2 separate regions of the Zea mays genome follow, and region 2 is linked to region 1. The links are chromatin contacts, called in public Hi-C maps. All regions are on one chromosome and are shown on one strand. Each heading gives the region's core, a stretch centred on a gene start, on an enhancer-like site or on the middle of the called end of the contact. The rest is flanking DNA. Distances are from core to core; before and after follow the strand shown. Region 1 holds the start of LOC103651700 (a long non-coding RNA gene). Region 2 holds the start of LOC103651678.

Evidence for each region. Hi-C and Micro-C count contacts between places; a contact is called where the count stands out from the background.
Region 2: a contact with region 1 is called in a Hi-C map of bundle sheath, with 2.4 times the contacts expected there. The contact joins the promoter of LOC103651678 here to the enhancer-like site in region 1. A contact is called at or near these places in 2 of 25 Hi-C or Micro-C datasets (bundle sheath and tassel).

The regions. Positions count from the first base shown.
Region 1 is chr3:236,514,327-236,521,700 of Zm-B73-REFERENCE-NAM-5.0, reverse strand. LOC103651700 (a long non-coding RNA gene) reads right to left here and starts at 1,529. Exons shown (of 2, transcript XR_564891.4): 1 at 1,368-1,529; 2 at 878-1,110. Within about 2 kb of position 5,135, at least 10 of the 20 cell types and tissues checked have an H3K27ac peak or open chromatin away from gene starts, as enhancers often do. A contact at or near this core is called in bundle sheath and tassel, where this site is marked.
Region 2 is chr3:236,819,405-236,826,181 of Zm-B73-REFERENCE-NAM-5.0, reverse strand. LOC103651678 reads right to left here and starts at 4,160. Exons shown (of 1, transcript XM_008677387.4): 1 at 3,318-4,160. The coding sequence starts at 3,986. The coding sequence ends at 3,633. It overlaps LOC103651679 (PAP/OAS1 substrate-binding domain superfamily), which reads left to right. Exons shown (of 9, transcript XM_008677388.4): 6 at 1-79; 7 at 169-1,259; 8 at 1,561-2,072; 9 at 2,580-3,097. The coding sequence ends at 2,640.

The DNA.
Region 1 (7,374 bases), core at 3,886-6,385:
TTGACAAATAAGTCCAACAACTAACCATATCTCTTCTCTCAACCTTTTTAAGCACCCATCCACCTTAGAGCATCTCCAACAATGCCTCAAACTAGTGCCTCAAATTAAAATATGGGGCTCTACACAGGGAAAACTACTCACAGTGCCCTATTTCATAATTTTTTGTCAAAAAACTATAGGACACCCTCTCAAGTGACTCAAATATACTACACCGTAGTGGGCTGCCCTATAATCTAGATTTGGGGATTTACTGTTTGAGCGAGGTGTTTTGTTAGTGCCCTAAATTCTATAAAATATACTTATTTTTAAATTATAGGGCATTTTTATAGGTCACGTTGTTGGAGATGCTCTAACCTAGGCGACTAATCTCCCTGCCACCACTCTGCTGACGCCCACCCCGAATTTTTTGTATTTTAGCCCTTAAACAGAAGTAAAATCACGTTTAGACCTAAAAAAATTTTAAATGCAGTTTTGGACCCTTTGCTCGGCGCCATAGCCTATGGCGCCGAGCTAACACAGCTCGGCGCCATAGGCTATGGCGCCGAGGTCGTGTTGCGTTGGCACACCCCAGACGCGTGGCGTCGACGTGGAACCGAGCTCGGCGCCACAGATCTTGGCGCCGAGCTCGGTTGTGTTATTAAAATATTTGTTGCAGACATGAGCACAAAGCCCATCTAGCCCACTTGGTAGAGCACAAGGTTTCTAACCATGTGGTCGTGGGTTCAAGCCCCATAGTTTGCATTTTTTTTGTTTTTTTTTGTTTATGTCGTTGGTGTGTCCGCTTAAATTTATTTCTCGCCTAGATTTTTTTTTATCTTTGTTTTGTCACTGAAGTCAGTTCAGCTTATATAATTTACCTATACTTACACTGAAGTTGCCACAGACCTATTCTTGATCTCAACCTGGGGGTACATCTAATGTAGTATCCAAAAAATTTAACACGCACTTTACAGATAATTGATGGCGGTGTAGAACTTCTGGAGTTAAAACAAAGAGAATGGGATTTGCGCGCTGACTTGCAAGCATCGGCTATTCTTTAGCCTCCAGCAAATGATTCATGACGAGGCGGAGGCTCCTTAGCTGCTTCCAGATTTGAGCGTGTTACTGAGCCTGCAATAATAGCCAACCATAAGTTGCTTCCTCCAATAATGTCTCCAGCTCTCTCATCACGTAAATGCAAAAGGCGTGTTTTTTTTTGTAATTAATACATAGAACTGCATCTTGATCGACGGACAGTACAGCCACTACTTGATAATGTATGAAGAACTATTTTAACTGATGATACGAATGGTTTATTAAAGACATTCATCCACTTGTCATATCTTGCAGAAACATCGCTTAGGACATGAAAATTTGACCCCACTTACCAGTCCAAACCTTCGAAGAGCCCCTCTCCCTTTATTGCAGATGTTTTGAAAATCGCCCATTGGCGGCTCTTAATTTTGTGTAGTTCTAATGACTCTGTAATGGCAGCATCATCGAGTGCACCTGGAAGATAAACAAAAATCTAGGCGAGAAATAAATTTAAGCGGACACACCAACGACATAAACAAAAAAAAACAAAAAAAATGCAAACTATGGGGCTTGAACCCACGACCACATGGTTAGAAGCCTTGTGCTCTACCAAGTGGGCTAGATGGGCTTTGTGCTCATGTCCGCAACAAATATTTTAATAACACAACCGAGCTCGGCGCCAAGATCTGTGGCGCCGAGCTCGGTTCCACGTCGACGCCACGCGTCTGGGGTGTGCCAACGCAACACGACCTCGGCGCCATAGGCTATGGCGCCGAGCAAAGGGTCCAAAACTGCATTTAAAATTTTTTTAGGTCTAAACGTGATTTTACTTCTGTTTAAGGGCTAAAATACAAAAAATTCGGACCCCCACCTACCCCTACCAATCCGTCGACTCCTCACAGGACCGAAGCTCCACTCGACTGCTCAGCCTTCATCCCACTCGAGCGCCAAGCACCAGCCATTAGGCAAGCAACGAGCTGGCCCGCAACCTCCGTCCTAACTCATGCGACTGCGAGGCGATACAAAGTTGAAGCATCACGACCAGTCCCCCAATGTGATCATGCTTTTCGTGTCGGGGATGGGGATCCGTTAGAGACTCAATACTCGAATGGGGATGTATATGGGATGGATCTTATACCCGTGATGGGTATGGAGATGGATATAGTTTCATGAAAATGGGGATAGGGCGTTAAAATCCGACGGAGAATTTTTTTCATTGACACCTCTATTTGCAACATTGTGCTGCAATGTTTTTGTTTATCCTTAACGTCAAATCAAACAAAAATGTGCTCATGCTATCTTAGTGTGTGTATATAGAGAGAATAGGAAATCGATAAACTTTCGACGACCAAAATATTTTTTGCGCCTACCAAGAAGGCTGATGAAAATTACCTTATTTTTTGTGGTTGACACTAGATCGCCAAAAACTAATTTGTTATTTTTTATGACCGGAGCTAGCCACCAAAAAATAAAAAGACTTATTTGTGGTGGCTACTAGCCTGCCACCACAGCCAACTCCAGTTCACCAAAAATAGCATGGTTCAAATGTTATGGCCACAGCCATGTGGTTATAACCTAACTTAATTTACTCTAAAATTAACATTAGTTATAACCTATGCCACCGATGCGCCCAACCGTACTACATTGTTACAACCTAACTGTTGGCGCCGATCCGGGCGCCAAACACTACAATGAGTACCAACGACGGTGCTCTCTACAGAGACGCGAACGGTTCACAGCCGAGGGCCGGATGGTCCGTGATGACCTACGCAGAGGCTAAGGTTTCTGTCTGAAGAGCCGGACGGTCCACGCGTACGCAGAGGCGGTGGAGTTCGCCAACAGCATCTGGATCTCGCTCCCGGGAGGAGAGATCCTAGGGTTTGTTTTGGGATCGGCAGGCCACCCAAGACGCCTCTAAACGGCGTAGAGCCGAAGAGAGGTGAAGATTAGGGGATGAAATCTATGTTATTATCTACTCTTAGGGCAAAAGGTAAAGAATTGAAGGTAAATTTATTGTTTGATCGATTGTTGGTTGTTCAATCGGCCATACCCCTTCAAATATATAAGGGGGAGGTCTAGACTATTCCTAGGCGTTCTTCAACAGCTCCCGCGAGATTAGAGGGCTAAACACGCGAGGAGATAGAAGTTTTAACCGCCTTGATTCGATCTATTCGCGGTCCGACTATGAGCCAGACCGTCCAGGCCTTAGGGTCGAATCGGTCGTGCCTAGTGTCACAAATGGTACTCAACACTAACTTACATTGTTTATATAAAAGCACACACTAGTCACAATAATCTTGTGTTGTGTTGCAATTAATCACTAAAACCAAACTGAATTATAAATACCAACCCCTCTATCTAGTCTCTACCGAGTATCGACATCGATTGGCATGGTTCAATTTCAAAACTGTAAAAAAAATATTATATTAGTGATCCGGTAGTGTTTAGAACTCCGATGAATATTCTGCTAGCTTTCTAAACCTAACAAAACCCTTGAGGGCTTGTTCGGTTAGCTCTCAATCCATGTGTATTGAGCGGGATTGGGTGGGTTTAAATCCTAAGCAAGTCAAAGTTCTTCTTAATTTTTTCTAATCTCATCCAATCCATGGGTAACGGAATTAACCGAACAAGGCCTGACATGGTTGAATCCTAACCTTGCATTGACCCATGCAATCCTTGAGAGTTGGACTTTCCAGGCACGATCGAGTTATCATATACTTTCCAACTTGTCTCGCGTCTTTACAATTTTTTTGGACTTTCGTTGCCACTATATATTCAAATATTGCCTTGAAACAAATGAGTTTTCCATGTGGACCCCATAAAACCACGGCACGAACAAACAATGTGTTCAATCTAAAGCATACCACTGAACATGATTAGAGCTGGTTTGGTGACCATGGATCACGAGGGCTGAGGATCCATAGAGAGGAATTGAATAGCAAAGAAATTCCTCTCTCATGGATTCCCCTATGATCTTAGATCGCCAAATCTGTAAATTAAACACCAGGCTTCTTAGAGGTTGAAACATGCATGACCACGTAAATTTATATATATCCAGAAGCGCATGCATTTGGGTACTGTGATGATTCTGATATATATTGTTGGAACGGCTAATTATGGTCTCTATGTACAACATGTGTGGTTGATATTTTAGGTTCATTCGCTTTCGTAGATATAGTAGCTCTTTCGGCTTATGATTATATGTGGCATGCATGTGATTATTTGGAACGTACGGGTGATTCCGTACGCGCGGCTACGAAGAAAAGGAGGAACACCAACACAACATGCATGAACTAACCCCGTGACGATGACACGCGTAACGTAAAGCTAAGCTAGTTAAAGTACGGTATTTTGTTAATTAGGAGTTGGCTAGGAATCTGCTCCTGAAGTGTATATATACATAGGTTACCACTGAGTTAGATGCAGGATGGAGCGACCTCTAAACTTACCAGAAAAGAGCAAGCAAGCAAACGAGCAAGTATAGCTTTAGCTAACGACTGAGAAAAGAACGTCCTTTCCTTTACCTTTGATTTCTGCCATTGCATGGGCCAGGACGTTCTAGATAGGCTTTCTTTGTTTGACAAGTGCATACGCGGTCCCGGATTGCGTGCACACAGGTGACGTCAGCACCGTGACGTGTGCCAGTCTAGCTGGCTGTACTGTTTGCTTCTTAATTTTTTGTTGACGTCGCGCCATGTCATGTCCACCCCGCGTTAAGCAAGATGGAGAGGACGATGTCACATGGAATGATAAATATACTTATCGAGATGACTGCCGTTGCATATACACATGATAAAGACACTTCCTTTCTAGTTATTCATTTTCAATGCACATGATGACAACGAACTTGTCGTCAACAAACACAAATCCTACGTTTTATTAGACGATAACTTTTTACGATTCCTAATTTGTCGAGTGTTTTTTTTAATATTGGGCAAAAAAAAAAATTATCGAGTACCGAAAAAAGTACTCGACAAAAAACTATTTATTGATAAAATATTTACCGAGTGTAAAAAAATCTTACCGAGTGTTTACAATGTTCGGTCAAGAATGTTAGTCTGGTAGTGTGTATAGTTTGGGAATTGGGATCGATCGCGGTGTGTCATGCAACACGGTGCACGCCAGCCGCGGCACATGGAAAACGTAACACGGTTCCTACGTCGTCTTTTACGCGGTGGAGAGATGAGACATTATTTGTTGGATGCCAACATTAACTCATATGTTATGGATATGTCATACTCATAATAAAATAAATTGCATCTAGAATTAATTTCATAGGAAAGGTAAAATGTAAATAGCATGCATATATATGACATTATTAATTCTCGGTTCCTATCTGTTGACACTACTAGCTCCGATTCGAATGCATATATATGCGTGTAGTCGTCGTTGACGAGGCGGGCGATGTCAAATCAGTGTGTACATAGTACTCATTCCATGCAGCAGCTAGCTTAGCTGAGCCACACACACGTACAGACTGCATACCATGCATGTTCCGATGGAGGATCAGCTTACTAGCGAAGGTCGTCCGCAGCTACGTCATTTTCCTTTCACATATCCGCATGCATGCATGACACTCTCATTTATAGCTTGGTACGTATATTTAGCTGGTCAAGTGTGACTCACGAGCTCGTCTTGGACGAGACTCGGTCGCATCCACCTAGGCCTTTCGGTTATTGCGTACTTATATGGGAGGGGAGAGGGATTAAATCTCATTCTATTCGATTTTTGACTAGAGAGAGATTTAATACCACCTTTTGATCTAGATACAAGCCAATAAGCCTCTAGAGGCTAATAGTCCAATGGATCATAATCCAAATGTTTTCTAACAATTTGTTTGAGACCTTAAATAATTTTAGTTCAAAAATAAATAGAAAGTCTGATTCCAATTCGATCCGAACATTAAAATTTATAGTATAAAATTTAAAATCCATCACCACGCCCCTACATCCACCCATGTTCCATCGACAACTACTGTGACTAGGTAGCATTGGCTAATAGTTAGTGATGGCTAAAATTAGCTGAGAGGTTTCACTATCGGATCACAACTGGTAGCTCAAAAAAAACACTCGACTAACTCTTTGCCGATTGTGACTTTCAACAAAGAAGTCTCGGCGAACTATACATCGGCAGCAGCTTCTTTGCCAAGTTTCACCTGATACTAGGCAAAAAAAAATCGTTGTCACAGCGCCAAGTAACGGTGATAGAGCCTTTGTCGAGTGCCTGCTGGACTAGCGCTCGACAAAGAAGGCTTCAGTGGTCCACTTTGCCAGTCCCTTTGCCGAGTGCTCCACTAGGCACTCGACAAAGACACTCTCTTTGTCAAGTGTCTGCTGGACTAGTTCTCGGCAAAGTGAGCACTAGTTGCCCCTTTGCCAATTTCTTTGCCGAGTGCACTAGGAGACACTCAGCAAAGTGTGTTTATTTGCCGAGTGTCGGGGCCACAACACTTGGCCAAGAAGCTTTACTTGATCTCAGTTGTGTTTTTTTTGTCGAGTGCTATACACTCAACAAAGTGACCAGAAAACCCATTTTTATTTGTTTTTATTATTACATCCAAACAAACAAAAGACACATATCATTGGCATCACATATATCACAAAATCAATATGTATCAGCAACACCATATATATATCTCACAAATATCAACACATCAAAGAAGTTTCACAAACATAAGTCTCACCAAGTATCTCACAAAAGTTTCAAAAACAAGTATCTCATAACAGGTTTCTCAAACATGTCACCAACACAAATGTCATCAGTGAGGTGGGTGGCTGGACTGATTCGGCGAAGGGCTGGTCGAAGCGTGAGTGTTGTTCGATGCCGCCGATTATCCCTGCACAGAGAAGAGATTGCATGTATGAGACCAGATGAATATATATCATGTAAGACTAAAATTTTGATAATCACAGGAGTATGGAACTTAGCAGGGTCAGTTGAAGGGAACAACAAAGGTGCTGGAGTAGAACCCTATGCGACGCCAAGGCTCCGCATGTACTGGAACATCTCCGCCATCCTCTACTGATCCACCAAGCGAGCCACCCACTCTGCCCTCATCTTCGCCCCCATCTCCATCCGTCCCCTCCTCTCTTCTAGTTGTGCCTGCAATATTTCACCCCACTGTTATAATAATCCAAAGAGAAGGCATATAAATCAATGGATGACGAGGCACAGAAGCACTAACCTGGTGTTCCTGGATGCGATGTTGTGAGCTATCCTGCCGAGGTCGTATGGCTGGGCTCGCGCTCGTGCTCCTTGCTCGCACATCAGAAAGAGTGGAGTGGATGACGAGTCGATTGCCCTGTCGGCAATCCAGTATCACCCATGCCTCTTGCCTCCTCCGACTCTCATGAGGACATC
Region 2 (6,777 bases), core at 2,911-5,410, 310 kb before region 1:
CAACTATTTTCTCGGAAGTTTTTAAATATAGTAGATCCACTGAAACAAAGTAATAATCTTGGACGCAGTGTCAGCAGAGGTATTGTTCTACCTCTATCTGAATTACTAATCAGGTTCTTGATGATCTCCTAAAAATATTCAAGCTTAATTGTACTATTCCATGTGCAGGAAATTTTTACCGAATACGTAGTGCATTTGATTTTGGTGCTCGTAAGCTTGGGAAGATTCTTCAAAGGCCTGTCTGTTATACTGTTGATGAAGTGAATCAGTTCTTTGGGAACACATTAAAGAGAAATCGTATTGGGTTCAGACAAGATGTTTTAGTGAGCTCATCTGATGATGGTACATTGACTTATCATGCCACCAACGGTTCCTTGTCTCTAGGCTTGGATTGCAAAAGAGTCAACAACTGCAGTGCACCTTTATACAGCAATCCCTGTGGTGATTTCTCTTATCGGTTTAATAACATCAACATTTCAGATTCCATCAATCATGATGACTCAATAAAACAGAAACAATGTAACTCTATTGCTGGAGAGAAAGCGATAAAGTCTATTTCTGATGGGTTGCTAGATAGTGAAGGCTCAAGTCATGCTAGTACTGATGATTCAGTAAGTGTGAGGAACAGTGGTGACTTCTATGAAGCTTTAACAACTATCTCGCCATCTGGGAGACGTTATGCCCCACATCAATTTTACCAATTAGAAAATGGTAAGGTGGTTGTTAGACATAACACAAACATGTCACACCATGGGATGCCAACAAAGCAGTTCACAAGCAGATCTTACCACTCTTTTGAAGATGCCAAGTATCACAATGAGTTTTCAGGAAGCTTTCTGCCACCCATTGAGCATAATGCTTACTCTTCTGCTGGCTTTGTTAATGTTCTGGCCACCTCTAACTCAGCATGTACACATGAAAATTCACAACTTGGTGGAGCCAATAATAACATCTTGAAAGATCTCACTGGAGATTTTGAGACATACTTCCATAATCTTCAGTATGCGCAAGGGTTCCAGCAAGATAATCCAGTAAACCCGTTTTCCTCTGGAAGGCCTGCTCCACCATCCCTGCAATGTCAGAACACGTGCCCTTCAAATGGTCGAGGAAGAAAAAATCCATATTCATATGCTAGCATGAATGGTGCAGTCCCTTGCCCTCCTTACCCATCTGGCTATCTTGTGTGGAGTCCATTTATTCAACCAGATGATCCTATGGCTATGAGGACCCGTGGAACAGGCACCTACTTTTCTGACCGAGTATGTTCCCTCCATGGACATTCTAAATATGCTTGTAGAACTTAAAATAACATTTCTGAACAATCTGTATCTGTTACTTGCCCATGTGTTCTTTCTGTTCCAAATGTTGTACATGTGTGCACATAATAATCTCCTTGTAATCTATTTATCATGTTATTAGAGTTATTGCCCTTCTTCACATGCAATAACCTTGAAGATGTCTCCATTGTGGCATTATTCTTATGAGTTCACTACATAGTAGGATTACTTTAGCTTTGTCCCGTATTCATGATAATTTTGTCTGCCTTGTTGGATGCTGTAGAAATTGCGCAAGAATAGGCCACCCACTGGACGTGTGGAGAGAGGAAGAAATCAGTTCGCTTCAAATAATTATCAAAGGTTCCATCACCATGTCAGAACAGATATGCCTGCAGATATGGGATCTGGTCTGGAATTGAGGCATGAGCTACCACAGATACATATTCCTGGTGCAACTGATCATGGAATGCCATCTCCAATGAGTATACCAATGTCATCGTCATCTCTTAACTCTCCAAGAGATCAATTGAAGGTACCAGCTCATTCTCCATCTTCCCAGGTTCGAAGGAATAATTTCCATGGCAATGGTTTCATGCTCCTGCAAGACAGTAAGCTTGAGTCCAGGACCTTTAACAGTAAACTTGAGTCTGGGATATTGGGGCCGTTGCCTTTAGAAGTTACCTCCAAAGACCATGCTAGCAGATCAGAATCCGCTTCCAGCAATCAAGTTTCTGGACCTGTGAGTACTGTTTCTGCTCCTCGAAACACTACTACGACAGATTCCAATCTAATGAGGTATGTATGGCATATTATTTTCATCGCCAGCACTAACAATAATTGTATGGCAGAAATGATGTTTAATGTAGTGGGCATTTCCATGTTACAACAATTAGATGTTTTACTCCTTGTAGTTTGGTACTTTGGTGTTTCTGCAAAGTTATTTAGATAGTTGTGATGTTGACGGTCGGGCATTAATACATAGAGTAAATTATACTGCATGTAATTTTTTTTTGATTATATCGTACTGGGTTCCTTGGTCTTGACTCTTGAGAACCACACGTGCGTACCATTTTGATGGGAGGCAATTCAAGTTGTCATTGGTCACATTATTATTACTATGTGAATCAAGAAAGAATTGGTGTCCTTGGATTCTGATGTCTTTTCAGATTTGGTAATGCAGATTTTACTAGCTTACCATTAAAAGCTTACTGATGTACTTGATAAATACACATCTAGATCATGTTTTGTGCTGAGTTTACTGCGTTTATTACAACGTCTGACCCTGCACTGTACAATTCACAGGGATGGCGCTCAATCATATCGCCTCAAGGACAGCAGAGACTTCCCCCCACTGTCCAGTTGAATGTTGATGGCGGTACACTGTAGTATGAACTGAGAGGTGACTGTCAACGCCGCACTTGATCACCAGGCAAAATTACCGATGAATGGTCTGTGCTGAACCGCAGCAGTGGCACCGAGTTGTTGCTCCCTGAAACCAGACAACATGTTGTATATCCTGCCATTTTCTTCCCGTACTCCAGGCGTCAGATTCACCTTGTCCCTGCGATCAGCCTTACACCCTCATTTGGCAAAAAAGAAAAAAAAAGAAAGAAAACAAAAGGGACAGCAAGAGAAGCAGAAGGAATAAAGATGCAGGGTTATGACATGTAGATAGTACTGTTACTAGGAAAAGGTCCCCCTTCAGACATGTTGGAGGGCTAGTTGGTTGTGTTGTTGTTGAGAATAGCGTTTTTAGTAGCCTTTGTTGGCGTTTATATAACGAGTAAGGGGTCTGGCAGGATCTCGCAACAAATAAATTATCTCGCAAGTCTGTGCGCGTCCTGATCGATCCGCGTGGACGCAAAAGGCGAAAAGCGCGTAAAACTCGCGCGCGTTCACGCCCACGCACTGTCGACCCGCTGTCCGCTACGGCGCCTTGCATGCGTATGCGTGTCTCCCAGCCATGCAGGCGTCAAACTGGTTGACCGAATGCCGTCCTCCCCTGCTTGCTCGATCCAAGAACAAGAACATGCATCTCGGTCTGCAATAATATATATTCTCACCTTTTTATAGATCCAAGAACTAAAAAGACACTGTGGCGTACGTTGCCTAACAATGAAGACGCGATCGCGAAACACTTGGAACTGAATTGTATCATGTATCGATCGGTATCTACATTTACATCCTGTAGACTGTACTATATATGTACTCAAGCCAAAAAAAAGAAAAAAGAAAAGAAGAAATAAATGAAGAAGAAGTTTGAATGGAAGACGAGGAGAACTAGTATCAGCGTGTCGTTTTTCCGTCGTTGGAGAGTGAGCACGCACGGTCGATGTCGATCGAGATGAAATGAAATCAGTTGGTGCGTTTGCTGGGGGCGGAGGGCGGCGCCTTGCCCCGGGGCTTCTTGTTGAGCAGCCACTGGTGGCGGCCGCCGGCGAGCCGATGATGCCGCCGGCCCTCGTCGTCGTCCTCTCTGGGCACGGTCGCCGACGGTGCCGCGAAGACGACCGTCGCTGTGGTCTCGGCGTCGGCGGGTACAGGCAGCAGTATGACGTCGGTGGCGTCGGTCTTGTCGACAAGAAGCACAGGCCTGCAGCTGGATGGCTGCGTGAAGACGGCGGCGAGGAGGACGAGGAGGAGGAGGAACAAGCTGCTGAAGCGGGGCGGCCGGAGCCGCGTCTGCTGCTGTCTTCCTGTGCTGCCCATTGACGCGAATGCGCGGGCCGCCGGGCAGGCGTTGGAGTCGTCGTCACTCGTCAGGTGGAGTAGCTAGCTGGACGCGGACGGTGCGTGTGTGGATTTGGATGGTGGAGAGAGAGAGAGAGAGAGAGAGAGAGAGAGAGAGAGAGAGAGAGAGAGAGAGAGAGAGAGAGAGAGAGAGACGCGGGAAGGTGTGAGGGAGAAGGTAAGGCAGGAGAAAAGATAGATATATATAATATATATAGGCGGCGACCGGCGGTGGCTTGGAGACGACGGAGTCCATCGGAACGAAAGGAAACCGCGTGTGAGTGACTGAACGCCGCACTGTGTCGTCTTTGTCCTTGTCTTGCCTGTTTACATTATATATAAGTCTTGTGCCTGACCAGTTTGTATTAAAAAATAACTGAATTGTAGCCTTTGTCATAGATATTAATTGGAACTTGGAAGTATTAAATATAATCTAATTAAAAAAAACAAATTATACCTAATTAGTCCATGTTTCGCCTATAAACTCGTTAAGCCCGCTTTTTTACACTAAAATGTGTTTACCGGCCCGCTTAGCCCGTTTTTCGACTGCTTTTTGGCCGGCCCGTTTAGGTCCGCTGCGGGCTGAACTTGGACAATAAATCGAGCTCGCGTGCTTACACGTCACTGACTGGTTTTCTAACCGTGCCTAGCGGGCTGGGCCCAAAACGTTGAGAGAGAGTGTGAGAAGCGGAAAAGGAAGGAGGAAGACGTGCACCTGCCAGCGAGGCAGCGAGCAAAGAAATCAAACACGCTGCTGCAGTTTCGGAGAGTTTGATGACTGGCTGTCGTACGTCTTCTGACGATCTTCCGTGCATTCTACTCGGAGAGCTAGCAAGCAAGCCCATATCCGACCCGTACACTCCTTCCACCTACATCAGCCTCCCCCGTCGAAGCTCCGTCATCCCTCTCCCTCCTCCTCGCCGCGCGCTCTCCCCGTCCCTCTTCTGCCCCGTGATCTCCGCCTTCTCCTCTTCAACCGCGTTTAAACTGCCACTCACGCGATGATTGTTGGGCTGTCAGTCCATGGCCACTCACGTGATGCCGCCCTTAAGCTGCGGCTGTCCACGATGGTGTGGCTAGCGACAGTCCACCCCCGGCCGTGCCATACTTCTTCGCACCGCGCTGTGGACGCAGTTAGCAGCCATGAATTTTTTGTGTGGTATACGTCAAGGAAGCATTGGCTCGCAAACAATGTTCTGGGATTGGCCTTTTGTATTCAGGTTTGTTTGATCAATTTCGCTTTGCTTGGTTATATTCACCTTCTGTTTTCAACTGCAGATGCTGAACGACCATTCTCATGCCTGGCCTTGGTGACATTGTAATACTTGGTTTGTAATAAAAATTCCTTTCTTTGTTCTATGTTATATTCTGATTTGCAGTGATGCAGATTTTCCCCTTTATTGAACGGTAATATCAGCCTCTCAAGCGCCAACTTTGTTGTACATGATTAGATTATCTGTACCAAACTGCTACATATTGGAACATTCTTAGAATGTCTATAATGCTGATATGCTGTATAGAGCTCTTTCTTTTGCTGATTTTAGATTTACGATTGTCTATATATTCTTTGTAGCACTTGGTAGAGAATTAAATGTTGTAACTAGAATTGGTCCTACTGGATTGAGATCATGCTCTGCACCATATTGATACGTCCATGCTTAGATATACTTTTAGGCCATGTCGTTGCATGCAGCCTAAAGTTATTGGCAGGTTGTTTTCAAGTCGGACGACTTGCTAGTCGTTCTGACTGATCGACTTAGACGATTAATTGCGATTGGTCCAAACCGACTTGAACGAGTAATCATGACCAATCGCGATTAATCGTACGACTTACAACCAATATGTGTCTCCATTTCTGGTTCCTGGAGGACCACGAGATATGTGTATCAACACAAACAAATTGTAATTTCTATTGATTCAAGTTGCTTGGTTCTGTGGATGATTGTACGTCCTCTGAAATTCCTCTATTTGACCTTTATATATGTCTGAAAGTCCTAGGCAACATTATGTTCATGTTTGTGTGATAATAATCTTCTGGTCAATATGTCCCGAGTTTATGTGTTCATAATCTGAATACTAAAACATGTAGCAGGCAGAATTACTCGATGGACAATAGATGCCAATGGTAGCCTTTTCTCAATGATGTTTTTTTAATTATGTATGAATACATATATGATTTCATAACCTTTTGGGCTTTCTACAAATTTGAATGATGAATTCATGTTGATAAACTAATTTCTGGCATCTATTCACATAGAACACTAATGACGAGGACAAAACTAATGATGTAACTCGTGGCCCTCAGCACTATGTATTCATACGAAAGAAGCCAGGTTTTGCATCTATTCGTACATAATACAAGATTTCCAATCCTTATACGAATGCTTTATTTTATTTTTGTAACAAATAATACGGTTTATAAAAGTTCTGGTAATATAAACACTATAGTTTAGGATAATTCTGGTAGTATAGTTGGTAAGATATACGGGATGAGATATAGGTGACATTGCCCGAGAGAGTAAAGATGGATGAAATCTTTTAACTCGTGTTATAAAGGACATATAATATTTTTAGAGGATGAAATCTAGAGGATATTTTTGGAGGCAGTCTTATCACCTAGGCGTCGTAGCAACATTATATTGGCAAGTTGTTTGTAATTCTCGACTCCTTATTTGCTTAGCTTTGTTGCAGATCAAAATATTATTTGATATGTTACATCAAATAGTAATAAATGCGACGATAAAGCTTTCCTCTAGATCTTGAGTGAGAA